Linked DNA regions of Sus scrofa: region 1 is linked to region 2. A link is a contact called in public HiChIP or PLAC-seq data. All regions are on one chromosome and are shown on one strand. Each heading gives the region's core, a stretch centred on a gene start, on an enhancer-like site or on the middle of the called end of the contact. The rest is flanking DNA. Distances are from core to core; before and after follow the strand shown. Region 1 has its middle 31 kb from the start of EHF. Region 2 has its middle 64 kb from the start of MIR1343.

Region 1 (3,122 bases), core at 184-2,683, 370 kb after region 2:
GAACTACCTCACAGCTTTGTTAGGGGGATTGCTATATAATATAATGATGTCAAGTGCTTAGATCAGAGCCTGATCTATAGAAAACAATGAACAAATAAATGTTCCTGAGAGTTCCCTGATGGCCTAGTGGATTAAGAATTTGGCATTGTCTGGAGTTCCTACTGTGACGTAGAGGAAACGAATCTGACTAGGAACCATGAGGTTTTGGGTTAGATCCCTGGCCTTGATCCTGGTTAGATCCTCAGTGGGTAAAGGATCTGATGCTGCCATGAGCTGTGGTGTAGGTCACAGACACGGCTCAGATCCCTCTTTGCTGTGGCTGTGCTGTAGGCTGGAGGCTACAACTCGGATTAGACCCCTAGCCTGGGAACCTCCATATGCCATAGGTGCAGCCCTAAAAAGACAAAAGACAGAAAAAAATAAAATAAAATAAAGAATTTGGCATTGTCATTGCTGTGGCTTGGGTCACTGCTATGGTTAGGGTTCAATCCGTGGCCCAGGAACTTCTGCATGCTCATTATTATATTATCAAATGGATAAAAACCACCAAACAAAACCCAACTAAGATTTGTTTAACAGGTTCATAAAAAGTTACCCGAAATGACTTGTCTCTCCTCCTAGATAGGTCTGCTGTTTGATGTATTTGAACAATCAGCTAAACACATGAGAAGAGATGTTTCTATTTAAGGAGCTCCCACTGTGGCACAATAGGCAGTGTCTCTGCAGCACCAGGACTGCGGGTTTGATCCCCAGCCAGCACAGTGGTTAAAGGATCTGGAGTTGCCACATCTGCAGCATAGGTCATAACTGTAGCTCAGATCTGATCCCTGGCCCGGGAACTCCACATGCCACAGGGTGGCCAAAAAAGAAAATTAAAAAGTCAATTTGAAATGTTTAAGGAAAAAGCGATTTGGCAAGCAGGTAGAATCAGAAGAACTGGGCCTCAGTTTCCCTCTCTGCATGAAGAGAAGTCTGGAATACAAGCTGCTGTCTTTCATCTTTGACCTTCATAAAGCAGCCTGATTCTGCAAGGGTCATCCTAGCTACTCGTGTATGCATCTAGCAACTTCTAATCCTGCCTGGCCCAGGAATACCTGGCATCTGGTGCCCTTCTCTGGGTGGAGTTTTTGCAGGGCTCACACAAGCCCACTGCCTGGGCATATCTCCACTATCCCTAAGCCTCCCTAAGATCCACCAGTTCCAACATCCCCGAGTGCCCACCATACGCAACCACAGAAGGCAAAATTCTAACCCGCAGTTCCGAGAACTTGCAGAGAGGAGAAATGGGGCTTTATTGGTTTCCAGCGTTACCTGCCCAACCTATTCAGGAGGACATTTCCTTCTTTCCTCCACAGCTTTGGAGAGTCCTTCTTCTTCTTCACATTCAGGGGACAGAAAGCTAGCAGCAGAACTTGGCTTTTTCCCAGCGTGACAACGTGCTTTGGGGTTAATGAAACATCGCCACCTGGTGGAATGATACTAAGCTAACTAGACAGAGAGTGACGGACTTCTAGTCTCCCAACAGGTAAGGTCACAGAATCCCAAAGAGAAAGAGCTAGAAGGGTCCTTAGAGCTTGGATCCGATTTCTTTACTAAATAATGGAAATGTTGTATAGAGATGGTTTGTGAATGTCAAGACTAGAACCCAGAACGACTGACCCTTTGTGTGAATAATGCCGCTTTCTTCCTTCTCTACTACCTACCCCGCACAACGGATACTCAGTCATCCCATACTGTCGCCCAAAATGACTTAATAACTGAGGCTAGCAAAGTCAGGATTATTTCCATCCTGCATGTTTCCTCTTGCTTTTTATCAACTCTACGGAGGTAGAATGGGAAGACTAGAGGAGTTGCAACCAGTAACTGGTATAAAGAAAAGACAGATCACACACCTATGGTCAATTCTTCTTCAACAAAGGGGGCAAGAATATACAATGGAGAAAAGACAATCTCTAAGCAAGTGATGTTGGGAAAAGCTGGATAGCTGCATGTAAATCAACGAAGTTAGGACACTCCCTCATACCATACACAAAAATAAACTCTTAACAGCTTAAAGACATAAGTGTAAGACATGACACCATAAAACTCCTAGAAGAGAATACAGGCAAAATCCTCTGACATAAATTATAGCAGTGTTCTCTTGGGTCGGTCTCCCAAGACAAAAGAAATAAAAGCAAAAAAAAAAAACAAAAACAAATGGGACTTAATCCAACTTAGAAGCTCTTGTACAGCAAAGGAAACCATAAGCAAAATGAAAATACAACCTATAGAATGGGAGAAGATATTTGCAAACAATGAAACAAACAAGGGACTAATTTCCAAAATATACAAATAGCTCATATAGCTCAGTATCAAAAAACAAACAACCCAATCAAAAAATTGGGCAGAAGACCTAAATAGACATTTCTCCAAAGAAAGCATACAGATGAAAAGATGCTCAACATCACTAATTGTTAGAGAAATGCAAATCAAAACTACAATGAGGTTTCACCTCATACCAGTCAGAATGGCCACCATCAAAAAGTCTACAAATAATAAATTCTGGAGAGGGTGTGGAGGAAAGGGAACCCTCCTACAATGTTGGTGGGAATGTATATTGATGCAGCCACTATGGAGAATAGTATGGAGGTCCCTTACTAAACTAAAAATAGAGCTACCCTATGATCTAGCAATCCCACTCTCTGGCATATATCTGGAACACACAAAAACTCTCATCCAAAAAAGACCTACACCCCAATATTCACAGCAGCACTATTTACAATAGTCAAGACATGGAAGCCACTTAACTGCCCATTGACAGATGAATGGATAAATAAAATGTGGTGTACATATACATATATATATATAAGGGAATATTACTCTGCCATAAAAAGAATGAAATATTGCCATTTGCAGCAATATGGATGGACTTAGAAATTATATATTAAATGACATAAGTCAAACAAAGACAAATATATATCACTTACATGTGGAACCTAATTTTAAAATGACACAAAAGTACTTATTTACAAAACAGAAACAAACTCACAGACATAGAAAACAAATTTATGGCTACCAGTGGGAAGAGGGGAAGGGCTGGAATAAATTAGGAATTTGGTATTAACAGAGACACATTAACATAT
Region 2 (2,948 bases), core at 254-2,753:
TTCCTTGGGCTTTCAGAGAGCTGCCTTGTCCTGACTCTGGTCTGCAGATGTCACAGTCTAGTGATCATCCTGGACGCCTTCCTGGGATAGGATCTTTCTGCCTAGGTCATGGAATGGGGGCTCCAGGTAGCAGAGAGCACTATACACGGCTCTTGCAGATGGGAGGAGAGTGGGATGGCAGAGACACAAGTGAGCAAGCCCCTCTCGTCTAACCTTCCAAATATGGGGGTGAGGGAAGCGGTGAGAAATGCAGTGAAAGGGACGGGAGACCAGTAGGTTTCCTTGGTGCCCTGAGCATGCTGCTGCACAGAAGAGTCCACGTGTCCAAGCTGGAACAGCTAAGGTAGAAGGAGAGTAAACAGTCTCAGCCCAAATGTGAGGCACTAGCAACTTAGTAAAACAAGTCACGTGGTTTGCTTGCTGCTGTTTCCAATCCTGTTCTCCATGCCCAAGAGCAGCCTGCCTGTCATACCAAGTTAGACACTTTCCCTTTGAAATTAGGCATTGACAGAGTTTAAAGACGCTTTTAGATAGAAAATATCATTACTTAAAGCCAACTCAAATAATGCCCTAATCATCTATTTTCATGTCTATCTGTAGCATACCTCATGTGGACTAATGTACTTAAGGTTCATCAGAGGACCTGGAACCTGCTTAGGAGCACAAGTTGATTCCCAACGATCCTTGAACAAGTCCTGCCACCTCCTGCCCCCAATGGGTTTTTACAATTTCCGTGAGAAGTTGTGGGTTGAGCTAATTAATAAAGAATAGGATTCTGTGAGCTAGTACAACTTCAGGTTTATCTGATTTCATGTGCCGGCCTCCCTGTTCCACAACCCATAATTTTTCCCCTCATATATGTTTTATAATTGATGTTTCAGGAATTTAAAAGACAAGTTTAAGGCTTTCACTAAGGCTAAGGTTCCTTCACTTTCATTAGTAACACATTGGCCAGGATGTGTTGTAGGGACAGAAGCAGTTTCAAAATTGCTGCCTCAGTCACGGTGCCTGCAAGTGACTTAGCCTGGGTGTTGTGACTGTCCCCAAAGGTACACTTACGGTGGTATGTCACTCCCCATTTTTCCCCCCACGCCTCAGCTGGGTCGCATTTCCTATTTCACAGCTATAAGTCAGGTTCTGGATACCGTTCAGGGAATACAGGTGCAGTATGCTTAATGCAACAGGGGTATTTCTATGACCATTTACATCCGTGAGGATTCTGTAAGCACCATTTAAAATTATCCAAAGGGTGCTGTCTCTGTAACTTGATGCTTTTCACAAAGCAGAAGACCTTTTGAAAACATGACATTATTTCCTACTTTCTGAGTTCTAATTTCAGGTTTTCCTGAACTAATTTTAAAAAACGATGGAGGCTCTCTCGTTCTTTTACATTTGTCGAGCAGGCTCCACATCCACACAGGAGCCAATCACACTTTGCTGTTAAGCTTTACTAAACAAAGACATGAAAATGTGGGCTACCGAGTCAGAACTTCCCCATGAGTCAGTAGCCAGCAAAAGATCTCAAGGTTCCAACTAACCAGCCTTTCACATGCAGCCCACAGCCTTTCATATCCAGTTCTGCTTTTTCAGTATTGTCTAAGGGCCTGATTTCTGGTTAGGAACTGAGAAAATGGGGTGGTTTCTACCTCTGTAGTGATACATGGTGGGGCTAGCCAAGATACCCCATGTCAACAGTGGTAGAAAAAGGGGCCAAGTCCCAGGATCTCAAACACGAGAACTCCCTCTTCTCAGCCCCCATTCTACCCTCTCCCCCATGAGGTTCCAAAGGGATACAATATGTGAGCAGAGAACAAGGCCAGGCGAAGAAAGACAAAGTGGTGATGGGACTCCTGCTTCAAATCCTGATGTGAGGGATCTGATGAGCTGGCTTGGACAGAGCAATGGTTCCTACGTCTGGTTGCCCATCGGGACCACTTGGAGGTTTGGTTTGGTTTGGTTTTGTTCTCAATTATAGTTTCGAGTATTATTCCAGATTTATCCCCAGGGGTGGGGCCCCGGATTTTTTTTTTTTTTTTTCTTTTTCTCTCATTAGGGCCGTACCTGTGGCATATGTAAGTTCTCAGCTCAAATCAGAGCTATGGCTGCCAGTCTACACCACAGCCATAGCAACACGGGATTTGAGCCATATCTGTGACCCACACCACCACAGCTCGTGGCAACACTGGATTCTTAACTCACTGGGTGAGTGGGTTAAGACAGACTGAATCCGCGTCCTCATGGTTACTAGTTGGGTACTTAACCCACTGAGCAACAGGAACGCCCCAGATTCTGTATTTTAAAAAGCACAGCACAGTGTTGCTGTGGCTGTGGTGTAGGCCAGCAGCTGTAGCTCCAACTGGATCCTAGCCTGGGAACCTCCAAATGCTGCGGGTGCGGCCCTAAAAAAAAGCACAGCACATTGGGATGTCTCCTGGCCCCACCACTGCTGGCATCAGGGAACCAGTGATTTGAGTCGGAGGGCCTAAGGTCAGTGATGAGCTGAGGCTGGCTTGTCCCAGCTCACAAGAGCTGACTGCTGAATTTTCAGGCATCATGCAAACCGTTATCAAAAGTTATATAAGTTTACTATTAAATAAATTATATCAAAACCAAAGCTAATACTCAAAGCTCATCATGTCCTACTCACTCACCACATTTTACTATTATCTGTGTTCTTGAGGTTTTCACATCTGTTGTATATGGAGTGGTGGGAAATGCTATGTAATGGTCTACGGCCATGCATCTCTTCCCAAGTCCATGCTCAGGGAGATCACGTTGGTAACTTGAGATCCAAAATTTATACATGGAAATCAGCAAACACTAAAAATGGGGGCTTGATTTATTAGATTGTCTCTAGATATAAGAAAATGATGGAAAAGTGTAAATAATGCATATTAAACTTAAAAACATGTCATGCCTGTAGCTAGCACATTGTGAATAGCACAAAA

What was found. HiChIP or PLAC-seq counts read pairs in DNA pulled down with a chosen protein or histone mark.
Region 1: an H3K27ac HiChIP or PLAC-seq map of alveolar macrophages shows a contact between it and region 2. The contact joins two enhancer-like sites. A contact is called at or near these places in 1 of 47 Hi-C or Micro-C datasets (embryonic fibroblasts) and 1 of 2 datasets of contacts at active chromatin or transcription factors (alveolar macrophages).

Annotation. Positions count from the first base shown.
Region 1 is chr2:26,369,953-26,373,074 of Sscrofa11.1, forward strand. No RefSeq gene overlaps it. Among named protein-coding and RNA genes, the nearest start is that of EHF, 31 kb to the left of the region's middle. Within about 2 kb of position 1,434, at least 5 of the 83 cell types and tissues checked have an H3K27ac peak or open chromatin away from gene starts, as enhancers often do. A contact at or near this core is called in alveolar macrophages, where this site is marked.
Region 2 is chr2:26,000,753-26,003,700 of Sscrofa11.1, forward strand. No RefSeq gene overlaps it. Among named protein-coding and RNA genes, the nearest start is that of MIR1343, 64 kb to the right of the region's middle. Within about 2 kb of position 1,504, at least 9 of the 83 cell types and tissues checked have an H3K27ac peak or open chromatin away from gene starts, as enhancers often do. A contact at or near this core is called in alveolar macrophages, where this site is marked.